Linked DNA regions of Mus musculus: all the other regions are linked to region 1. A link is a contact called in public Hi-C and promoter capture Hi-C data. All regions are on one chromosome and are shown on one strand. The core of a region is the stretch at or near the end of the contact, and the rest is flanking DNA. Distances in the headings are between cores, read along the strand shown.

Evidence for each region. Promoter capture Hi-C pulls out the DNA fragments that hold promoters and counts their contacts. Hi-C and Micro-C count contacts between places; a contact is called where the count stands out from the background.
Region 2: a contact with region 1 is called in a Hi-C map of forebrain, with 6 times the contacts expected there. The contact joins the enhancer-like site here to the promoter of Lrrtm4 in region 1. A contact is called at or near these places in 5 of 39 promoter capture datasets (hippocampal neurons, liver and maxillary cranial neural crest), 6 of 484 Hi-C or Micro-C datasets (cerebral cortex, cortical neurons, forebrain and 1 more) and 1 of 115 datasets of contacts at active chromatin or transcription factors (forebrain).
Region 3: a promoter capture Hi-C map of hippocampal neurons shows a contact between it and region 1, with 12 times the contacts expected there. The contact joins the enhancer-like site here to the promoter of Lrrtm4 in region 1. A contact is called at or near these places in 3 of 39 promoter capture datasets (the 3T3-L1 cell line, hippocampal neurons and neural stem cells) and 5 of 484 Hi-C or Micro-C datasets (cortical neurons, forebrain and ventral hippocampal neurons).

What each region holds. Positions count from the first base shown.
Region 1 is chr6:80,016,986-80,020,688 of GRCm38.p6, reverse strand. It overlaps Lrrtm4 (leucine rich repeat transmembrane neuronal 4), which reads right to left and starts at 1,812. Exons shown (of 3, transcript NM_001134743.1): 1 at 1,503-1,812. The coding sequence starts at 1,509.
Region 2 is chr6:81,814,013-81,817,715 of GRCm38.p6, reverse strand. No RefSeq gene overlaps it. Among named protein-coding and RNA genes, the nearest start is that of Mir7232, 80 kb to the left of the region's middle. Within about 2 kb of position 1,630, at least 12 of the 459 cell types and tissues checked have an H3K27ac peak or open chromatin away from gene starts, as enhancers often do. A contact at or near this core is called in cortical neurons, forebrain and ventral hippocampal neurons, where this site is marked.
Region 3 is chr6:78,551,511-78,555,213 of GRCm38.p6, reverse strand. No RefSeq gene overlaps it. Among named protein-coding and RNA genes, the nearest start is that of Reg3g, 84 kb to the right of the region's middle. Within about 2 kb of position 1,778, at least 15 of the 459 cell types and tissues checked have an H3K27ac peak or open chromatin away from gene starts, as enhancers often do. A contact at or near this core is called in hippocampal neurons, where this site is marked.

The DNA of each region.
Region 1 (3,703 bases), core at 563-3,062:
CCATCTCTCCCTGCCTCCATTAACTTCAGAAAGCCTGCAAAGTTGCAATCTATTAGCATTTATGCCGCATTTTGAAATCATTGCGTGAGAGGGGACTCCTCTCCACCTTCAATAGTAGGTATATTATTTCTTAACGGGAAGGAGAGGGACAGACAGACAGAGAGTGACTACTGCAGGCTGTAATTTCTTTTTAAATAGTCATCTTTTAAACTAAGAGATAACATCCTAGTCTAAAAATGCCCCCCTCAGAGTTGTCCTTTTTTCCCCCCTCTCTTCTTCTTTTATTTATTTATCTTTCTATTTATTTATATAATTTAAAATTTAACTCGATCTTGCACTCTGTTTTCTTGTCAGCTTCAGTCTCATTGAAATACAACCCAGCTCTCCCAGACAGGAGAAAGAGGGAGGGAAAAAAAAAAAAAAAAAAAGCCAGTCACACTTGAAAAAAACAAAACTGGCAAATGACTACTGGAAATTTGGAAGCTGTATTCAGGATGCAGTTTCCAAGATCAAACAAGCCTCCGGTGCCACCTCTGATAAAGTAGGGACCCCACCCCTGCACCCACATAGCCAAGTGTTAACAATCTTCTTGACGGCAACCCGAACCCAAGCGTGGCTCAGATTATCAGGAAATAGAAGCAAACACGGTATTTATTTCATACCCTGTTCTCAAGCTGTGGATACGCAGACGCTAGAGACAGTCTTAAAGCTATCCCTCCAGCGTGTGTTTAAGTCCGCGCTATGCATTTATAGATTAAAAAGAGAGAGAGAGAGAGAGAGAGAGAGAGAGAGAAAAGAAAAATAAAACACTGCCAAAAGAAAAGGATCTAAAAATATAATAGCAACTATAGTGAGACAACGGGTAAAGTAGAGGTTGCCGCTTTGTGCCTGTTTCCTGGTCTTTTAGCAGCTAATGCCCAGCTGAGGATGCGGGGGGTTAGGATCAGCTTTGCTGAGAAGAAAACAACAAAAGTTCGCTTACCCATCCTTTGTCATCCAAAAACCGTCTGCCCCCCTCTCTCAGCTTTCTTCTTATTTGGTCTCTCCTGTAGAAATCACCACCACCTTCATGACACAGTGCAGCTGTCATTCAAACCATTCTGAGCCCGCATGTGAGCCCGTAGCCCCATGTAAACTTCCCCGGAGAGGACAGGCAGACACACACACACAAATAATATAGATATACGTATACTTAAAAAAAAAATCAGCACGGGGTGGGATGAAGGGGCAGGGAAAAGGAAGCCGCGGGGGGGGGGGGGTGCCGGAGGGGGAGGGCCTCTAGGCTCTGAGGACCATTGTATAATTCACTAGGGGCACATTAGCAGTAAATTGGCAATCTGTGAAAAGAGCTACAGCTCATCTCGGAGGTAACCAACTTCTCTGTGGGAAAAAAAAGAGGGAGAGAGAGAGAGACAGGGAGAGAGAGAGAGAGAGGAGAAGGGATTAAAAAAGAAAAAAAAAAAAAAAAGAAAAAGAAAAGGAAAGGAAAATCCTCAGAGTACCTGGCATTCCTTATTGTGCGGGCTTTTGCCATTCCCAGATAAAGCAATTCATCCTCAGGATTTTTCAGCTGTTGAAGCAAGCAGGCCGCCTGTGCTGTACGAGACCCCAGTTTAAAAGCTATGCAGGCTAGGTTTATCCATTTAGCTGGTCAGGTTGAAAGTGTTTTGTAGCTGTGCTGAGAGGCAGCCCTTGTCTAATTCAGAAGGCTTTCCAGAGACTGATGGTGCTCAGAGCTGGTTGGTGCTAATGCTCGAGTTTGTGATACACTGAGTGCCCTCCGCTGGAGAAAACAGATTGCACATTAAAGACAGGAACAAGTGAGCTTGTCAGGGCTGTGCAGCCTTCCCTGCTCAGAAAGGGAAATTAAAGGCACAGGATCACCCCCCCCCCAACCCCCCGCCGCTCCAGTAGTATAAATTATAAAAGGTTTATGGTGGGGTTTATGCTTCACAGCTGCAGCAGCTGTTAGCAACTTCCTAGGTCTCTCTCCCTCCAAATGTCTGTGATCCGTAGGTTTGGAAAGTTGGTTTTTGGTTTAAAATGCTTTTCAGGGTGCCACGAGTGATATGTCCTCATTTTTAATGGCAGGAATAATTTTTTTATTGTATTTATGATTGTTTTTGGTTTGTCTATATTTTCGTTTTCAAAAAACAACCACGTAAGGATGCCATCCCATTCGAGAGAGAGCACACTATGCTTTTAAAGATAGTTCATCATGAAAATTTTAAGTCTGATCATCCATTCTCAGCCTTTGTCAATAACACCTATTCTGCCTATTACTCTGTACATTTATCAAGTGATTTATAATATGACTTTGTAAAAGTTTATATATTTAACTTAAGTGCTTTTGGGTTACCAAGTGTCTGGGTAATGGAGATCTGATGTCAGACAATAACTGAACTAAAGCTTGTCAATATTATTGCAGTTGTTTCTCTTAACACTCATTCACTTTTCCAATGAACTTTTTCTTGTGCAAATAATCTGTTCTGTTGTGCCTACCACCCTGAAAGAAACAAGAGCATTCTCCTATATTATCCTGGCCCTTTTCTAAAATTTGCAGACTATCCTGAAATTAGTACTGATGAAATTAAAAAAAAAATCTGAAATGAGTGATTTTCAAAAATTTATATTTCTCACTGAATTTGTATCAGACACCTACACATTTTATGTGCATAAGTATTTGGCTTGCATGTATGTCTGTTTACCATGTGTGTGCTTGGTGCCTACAGAAGCCAGAAGACAGCATGAGATCCAGTGGAAGTGAAGTCATGGGCAGTCTCTGCATAGCATCTGGGAGTAGAGACTGGGTCCTCTGCAAGAGGAGCATATGACCTTAACCACTGAGCTGTCTCTCTGGTCCCATACCTCCATTGTTGTGTTCCCTAGTTTTAGCTATTTTATAATTACTCTGACAGATAATCATTTAAGAATACCTAGAGTAACCCAAAACATAAACGCAGCAGTGCAAAGACTGCTACTTAGTCACAGGCCCCATTCAGCCGCTTTGAAAACATCAAAAGAGTTTTACAGAAACTTCTATGGCTGGAGTCAATCCTCACAAATGGATAATTTTTAGTAATGCTTTGGTTTTAGTTTATCTGATCAGATATTATTTGTTGAAATGGAAGGAAAAGACGATGAACACTCGTAATTTCCCTCAGCTTTATGAGCAAAAGGTCACAGATGCTGGTCTAGTCACTAACATTTCTCAAAGAACAAAAAAGGGATCACCGGTTCCCTACATCCATCCCCCCCATTGACTGATGCCTGAGCTGCTACTTTAGAGATGTGTGTTTTTGGCTTAAGACTTACTATTTATTAAAATGCAAATTCATACCACAAGTGGCAATGTAATTGTGGGTACTGAAATGAAATAAATCAATCAATGAAAATGATACATATACAGTCTCTTCAAATTATTGTATTTCACATAGAGACACAAACCCCACCCAAATATTCAGCGATAGAAGGTGGATAAGGGGAAATTGTTGATTCAGAAAAGAAAAAAGTAAAATTAAAAGAATATTTTTTGATTGGCTGGCCAGATATTATATATAGTGTAGGTCAGGTAGGATCAAAGAAGCCAGGAACTAGAAGAAAATGAAAAGCAGTAGGGTTTCTTTCCAGGAATATTTTATTTGTGTATGTGGGGGGGGAAGAGGGGGTGGGAATGAAATGTTCAGAGCAGATTTTAAGTGGA
Region 2 (3,703 bases), core at 381-2,880, 1.8 Mb before region 1:
TTACAATGGTCACAAAATTGAAGTAAATGTGGATTTGCATATGATAAAATGAATCATTGTCCTTTGTACACAGCGCTTCTTGTAGCATTTGGCTTCCTAGGTGTCTTGGTCTGTGGAGGGGTAGGAGTGAATCTCACCTCTTCTCTACTAAAGAATGTATTCTCAGCTGGGTCATTCAAGGCAGTTTGTTGTCTTTACATCATTTGCCCACATGGGGGCACCATTGACCCTGCCTTTGGACTTCTCTGCTCTGTAAGAACTTTCTCATTTTGCTGAATCCATTTCTAGACCTGTTTAACTCCACTGCACTTGGAAATGGCAGGCAGCAGTTTTTTTTTCTTTTTTTTTCTTTTTCCATGGGAGCTGAAGCCTGGTAATAAAGAAATCAGTAGCATCGCGCTTCAGTTCTTGCCTGCTTCTTTAAAACAACTCAGACCTCCAGCCTGGTTCCGACAATATAGCGGTCTGTCCCAGATGCTCAGTGGCAGAGCCGGCCACAGACTCTAACAAGACTTCTTTGTGAGCAGCATCAAGAAGCACTGGATGAAGTCCCATCCAGGGTTAGAACCTGGAAGATTTTTGAAATAGATAAATTCAAATAACGAGATACCCCTGGTACCTGTCGTTCAGCCCTACCCTTTCTAATATGTGCTGCAATTCCGAGCTGGGGCACACAGTAATGGGTATGCCATTGCTTCTAATGTGCTGGACCTATGGGTGGATGCTAATCCTGCTGCAGGACTGGAGTCTTCCAAACACTCTACCATGTCCTAAGGCTCTGGTCACAGGCTGAGATGTATGTTAGTTACTCTTCTCATCGCTGTGACAAAATACCTACAGAAGTGACCTCAGCCAGGAAGGATTTGTTTTGGTTCCTGGTTCAGGGTACAGTCTATCATGTGGGGAAGCATCACGGTGGGTGAGAATGCCAAGGTACAAGACCACACTACATTTGCCGTCAGCAAGCAGGTGGTGAATGCTGGTGTCTTTTTATGCAGTCAGGGATCTGAGCTCATGCGATGGTGTTGTCTGAATGTAGTGCGGGTCTTCCTACCTCAGTTAACATAATCTAGAAAATTCCCGCCACGGACCTGTCCAGTGTTTTCTTCTAGGTGATTCTAGATCCTGTGTAGTTGGCAATCAGTATTAAGTAGCTCAAGCAAGCTTCTGCTTTCAGAATGGAACAATGGCCAATTTAGGCACCATATATTTTGTCTGCAGGCACATGTACCAAATTTCCATGTAGCCAGCCTCATCCAAAATCAGTTATCTCTGGAGGTGTCAGTTCTTGATGCCCAGGCTGCATGAAGCCTTCTTTGAGGAGGCCTGACATGCCACAGTGAAACATGCAGATCACTGAAGCTTGTCCCAGCCACCCAGGGGACATGGGTCTGGTTCACTGGAACGGCTTATCTTTTACCTGTCACCGTAAACCCAGCTGGGTCCTTAGATCCTGGCTTCTAAAGAGCCGTGGAGCAAAGGACAGAGAAGCAGCCCAAAATGCTCTCTGGCGCAAGCCCTTTGCAGTTTGCCAGGAGCAGCAGGCTGACAAGCACACACAGTGACATTGTCCTGAGCATCAGGACTCTGGTCTTGGCAAAGCAGTCAGTGAGGAACGCAAAGGTGAGCTGGTCTCAGAGGCGTGAGACTGTCTCAGCCTCTTAGGCACTTTGCCCAGACATTCCGACTGTGCCATGTTAGCACCTGGCAACCAAGTCCCTAAAGATGATTCAAATGATGTCTGCTTTGTTTTTTGCTTGTGGATCTTTTTTTTTAAATACATATATATATATATATATATATATATATATATATCACATTTGCTATTGGCTGCAGAGCTAAGCCAAGGACTCCTGTTGTAAGAGGAGCACCCTGTGCCTCTCTCGCCTTGGCAGCACACATGTTCCCATTCATCTCATGCTTTTGGGTGATGAACATTTGTTCAGAGGTGGCACACAATATTGATCCCACGCCTGTTCCTACTGGCATCTTGATAGCAGCCGGAGCTCTGCCTTCCCATTGCCAGTCCCCTTGGGAAAGTGTGCAGTGACTTGTTTGTAGTCAGCTTCTGCACATTATCCTAGTACATTCACCTCCCGAAGTCAAGGAGGCCAAAAGGACAGCTCGTCCGAGGATTTCAGCAGTCTGTATGGGACAAAACATATTTATCAAGTACTTACGGTTTGCCAGGAAATGCTACTTGCAAGTGGGTGATGAGTTGGCCAAGACAGAGGCTGAGGGAGAGCTGTCCAGCAGAGGGAGAATTAGCAGGACAGAGGCTGAGAGAGAGCTGTCCAGCAGAAGAAAGCTGCCCAGGAGAGTTTGCAGGACAGGGAGTTTGGTGATGCTCCTTAAGGCCAGAACGGAGAGAGCTGCAGGACAGTGGGCCAACATGAGGCTGGAGAGATATGATCTTGCAGACCCTATTAAGGATTTGGAACACTTTTGTAAATATAGTAGAATTCAAAGATGACATATATATATATATATATATATATATATATATATATATATATATATATATATATTATTGACAATATGGCTTTTCTTTTATTTTCACATTGTGTGTGTGTGTGTGTGTGTGTGTGTGTGTGTGTGTGTGTGTGCACATGCACAGCAGCATACCTTGCAGGAGGTCCCGGGAATTGAATTTAAGTCATCAGATTTGGTTGCTAGTGCCTTTACCCACTGAGCCACCTTGCTGGCCCTAACAGTATGTTCCTACTACAATGAAATTTGTGTTTGCTTAGAAAATGGTTGTTACAATGTTAGTAAATGACTGTTGCAATGCTATTTTAAGACACAATTACTTCTCCTGTAAGTCAATGACACAATTCTGGGGAAGTTGTTTTTCCATTTATATAAGAAATACTGTGACCTACCTCAATGTACTTTGGATTTAACAACCTGGGGTTTTCTTTGCCTTTCCTAGAAGGGCCAACAGGGTGTAGTTTTGATTTAAGAAGCTGACGTTCCCTTTGCCTTTTCTAGAAGGGCCCAGAGAGGATAGCAGAAGAGAGCTAAACTGGCCTGCTTAACAAATGAGGGTGTTTATCTAGAAGTGCCTCTGCTGGGTGGTGGCTGTACTCACACTCGGCTTCACGGATGCCAATAAATCACCTTCCAAAGTGCTTGTTCAAACCCGCTGTCCCGCCTGCAGTGTTTAAGCTGTTGGTCCATATTCTCACTGATGCCTGGAGTCACCAACAGAAACTCCCATCAGTCTGACATGTGGATGTACTATTGTCATTTGTACTTGTCCCGTGACTGAGAAGAGCAAAAGCTGATTCATAGGTTTAACAGCCATTCTTATTTCCTCATGTATAATTTAAAAATTAGTTAGTTATCATCTGTCTGTTTCTGTGTCTGTGTGAGTCTAATCTCACATGTATGTGCCAGTACGTGGTTCTGTGTGATTGTGGAGTCTAGAGGCTGGTCCTTCTCTAGCACCCTCTGCCTCTGGGGCAGGGTCTCTCTTTCGGACTGGGGCTCTTGCTTTCCCAGCCAGGTTGGAAACCAACCATCCAGAGTGATCCTCCAGTCTCTGCCCACATGCAATTACAGGCATGCCTGGAATACCCAGCTGGTTAGGTCAGGTGCTGAGCTCTGATTTCTGCTCATCAAAAGTGTGCAACAAGAAATTGAAACCTGATAATCCATCTTTCTGGTCCTGGAATGTGATTCCCCCCCCCCTCTTTATATA
Region 3 (3,703 bases), core at 529-3,028, 1.5 Mb after region 1:
AGTGGACCAATAAGTAGAAATAGCACAATAGAAATGAATGATGGGTATCACCTTCAGAGGCTCACCCATAGTTATCTACTTCCACCCAGGATGCCATGTCTCCTAGAGCAGCTGTTCTCAATCTTCCTAATGCTATGGCCCTTTAACACCATAAAGTTACTAATATATTAATGCCAGAAAGTTATTTTTGTTGCTACTTTATAACTGTAATTTTGCTATTGCTATGAAGCATAAGCCAAATACATGTGCTTTCCAGTGGTCTTAGGTTACCCCTGTGAAAAGTTTCTTCAAGCCCCAAAGGGGTTGTGACCCTTATGTTATATACTGACTGCCCTAAAGCTTCCAATATCCCAAAAATAGCATCATCAGCTGGAAAACTCACATGAAAAACATGGGAAACACAGATTCCTAGGGATAGTTCAGACTCAAACTCACAGTATAAGAGTTACTGTACAAAACAGTAAACCCTTCTGTTTAAAACATACAGAAACATTTCAAAAGTGATTCAAATGACATAGTTCTATCCAAATGAGATAAAGGGAGACCCAAGGTCTTTTTATTAGTAAAGGAAACTTACAAAGAACTCAGTAAGTGTGAAGAACCGAAGACTTAAAAGCAATAGGGAAGATAAGCATCCAAACTTCAGAAGGATGCAACTCTAGAGGAATCCCTTGCATTGGGTGTCCAGCATACACCTGAGAGAGTTCAAAGTACAATCCTATGGATCCCTAGGAAGCATGGAGGAAAATAAACCACTGCCTAGGTGAGCTACCAAGTCATATTTTTGTGAAGCAAAAACTGTTTTAGGGATTTTATTTTTTAAGAGGACAGTAACTTACACTTTAAGTGAGCTAATGTTTAAAGAGTAAGAACAAGTGGTATGGGGGCTGGTAATCACACTTAACAACAATGCAGACGCACAGCCACTGTTGGATAGAAACACAATCCAGATGAGAAGAGGTTTGGGGCTGACATCAGGAAGCACATTGAGGAAGAATGGCGAGAAACACTAAAAGTCTTATGGTTTAACATTTTCTCTATACAGGAGCTGGAGATGGGATTTAATGGTTAAAAGGGCTACCTCTTCTTTCAGAGAGCCAAGGTATAGTAAATAACCTAGCATTCGCACAGTGGCTCACAAAACTCTTTGTAATTCCAATTGCAAGTATATCTAATAAACTCCATGGGCTCTGGCATGCATGTGTTTTGCATAAAGTCATTCAGGCATGCACACACAAGGTCATATTAGTTAATTCAAGAAAAAATTCTCTATGAAATTCTATCTTAAACAATTCCGTGCATTTTTCAACCTTTGGAAGGTAGGGATTATTTTTGCATAATTGGTATTAACAATAAACCAATTAATTTAGGTGCACGATAGAAAAAATGTGCAGGCACAGTTCATTCTAGGATGAAACTCACATTGTTAAAACAGTAGCTCTTACAAATTATTTTCCTCAGAATGAAACTATTCATACATAAAACACAGCTATGAAGTACATCTCCTATGCCTAAGTTGGACTTTTTTTTGTTTAATTGGATAATAGCAGGCATCATAACATATGAGTAAGCTGCATATTAATTGGAAGAATCAGCTAAAAGTCACAGGCACACACTCAAAAGTTGAGAAACAGGAGCCAGCGACAGACGTGAGCTAAAGATAGTTCTTGTACTTTTGTCCCTGTTGTGCATGTGCTCTGTTCCCATGGCCTCTCCACAGAAACTAGACAGGGAACTCTGCCATAGACAGCACAAAGAACCACATGCAGGTAGAGCCTTTCAGGATGATCGGTTCTGGTCACTGGGGAGCCAGGCACAGCCCCTCCCCTCCAATTGTTATCAACTCGGATGAAATACTGTGAATCTGGAAAGTTCGTGGTTGAAGGAGTAGAAGTGGCATAAGACATGACCTTGTGGGCCAGAAAGGAGTATAAAGGGCCTGCTTCCCACCCATCAAGAGTTCAGGAGGATGCGGTCATTATGATCTCATGCAGTCTAAGCAGACTATAAATATCAGAGGAAAGGCAGCTGCCGAGTGCTAACACTACTGCTTCCTTTCCGAATTTTGTTTGTGTATGGTCTTCTCTGTCTTTCTCTTTTTGAGACGGGGCCTCATGTAGCCCCATTGGTCTCCAACTTGTTGTTAAACTGCCGATTATAGACATCACTCACGATCCCCACATTGTACAGCCTTTCACTCTCTGCTTTTACTTGCTTGGGTCTTGGGTCTTTAAATAAGCGAGTGACAAAACCTCTGAAGTTACCTCTTCCTCATCTTAGCTACTCATGCCAGTTTTGTGAGCAAATACTGGACAAGACACAACTTAAGGGAGGGGAGGCTTATTTTGGGTTGGAATTTAAAGTTATATGGTTCATCACATTATATAACCCGTCATCGACCAATTGCATCGGAGTAGCAGGCAAAAAAAGACTCAGCTTCAAATGAAAGTCAGATTCAAGAATTCAGTCCCCTGTGACCCTCCTCCACCTGTCAAGTCTCAGCAACAAGGTTTCAGAAGTTTCCCCAACAGCAGAGCCAGCCTGGGAACAAGTGTTCAAGGCAGGCTCGGGGTCATTGCACATTCAAATGTTAGCACAGAGCAAATGGAGGTGGAGTGGGTGGAGAATGTCAGCCTGGCGCTGATGAGGGCACAGTGTGTGCCTGCAGCTGGGAGACAATTTCTCTGCACCTGGGTTCACTGTCACCGCATGCAGCTTTGTGGGGACCATGCTCTGCAGGTGTTCCACAATTTCCTGAAGGCAGCAAGCATGTCTCTGCAGTACCTGAGAGCAAAATAAATCCTCCCAATTAAAGAGCTCCGTGGGAAGAGTAGCGCAAGTACTACCTCAGAATCCTAATTGTTCTTTATTAAAAAGGAGACACTTCTTGTGCCATGCGCAATGCTCCGACATACTTTATGAGCGCCTTCTGCCTCTCAGATGCTGGGGTTCCTTAAAGCAGAAGCAGCTTGTGCGTGATGAGGCCGGATGCTCCTGGCAAATCCCGCTTCAGAACACCAACATGAGAATCTCCATGAGAGCATGCCAGCTATGAACCCTGGTGTCTAAGGACACATTAAGGCAGCTGTCTGTTCAGAAGGCAAGCAATAAAGTATCCTATAAATGCACCAGCTCAATTTGCAATTAAAATGATTTAGTGCCTTCATTGTTTTTTAAGTTCTCCCAAGTTTGCTGATGACAAAAATTACGTGGGGAAGCTTTCAAGGTTTTAAATCTGCTAATTAATCTCTGCACCCTTACAATAACCCCAAGCAATAAAAGGAACAATGGGAAGAGCTGGCTTTATGTCTGGGTGGATTAGCCCATGGGGGTTGGTCTCTCCCAGCCTTGCTGACTTGTGCTTTAAAGTGGGTCAAATCCTCAGCTGGCCTGAGTGTGGTGAGCAGTGGTACACATCAGGATTGCTTCTGCTGCTACTTTTTCTTCTGCCGCTGCTGCCATTGCTGTGAAGCCTGCTGAGAAGTCTGCTGCTTGCCAAACCTCTGCATTTCAAAGTGCAAGGGATGAGGGTGGGGGGGGGGGTGCAAAGGCTCCTAGGGGCTGAGCTTCAAGACACAGTTCAGAGAGGGGGACAAAACAGTGACTCCAAAGTCACAGGCAGAGCAAAGGAATAAATTCTGATATGCTATTACACAGAAAGGTGATTACAGTTAACAACCTCAAAGACAAGATTTGATGTTCT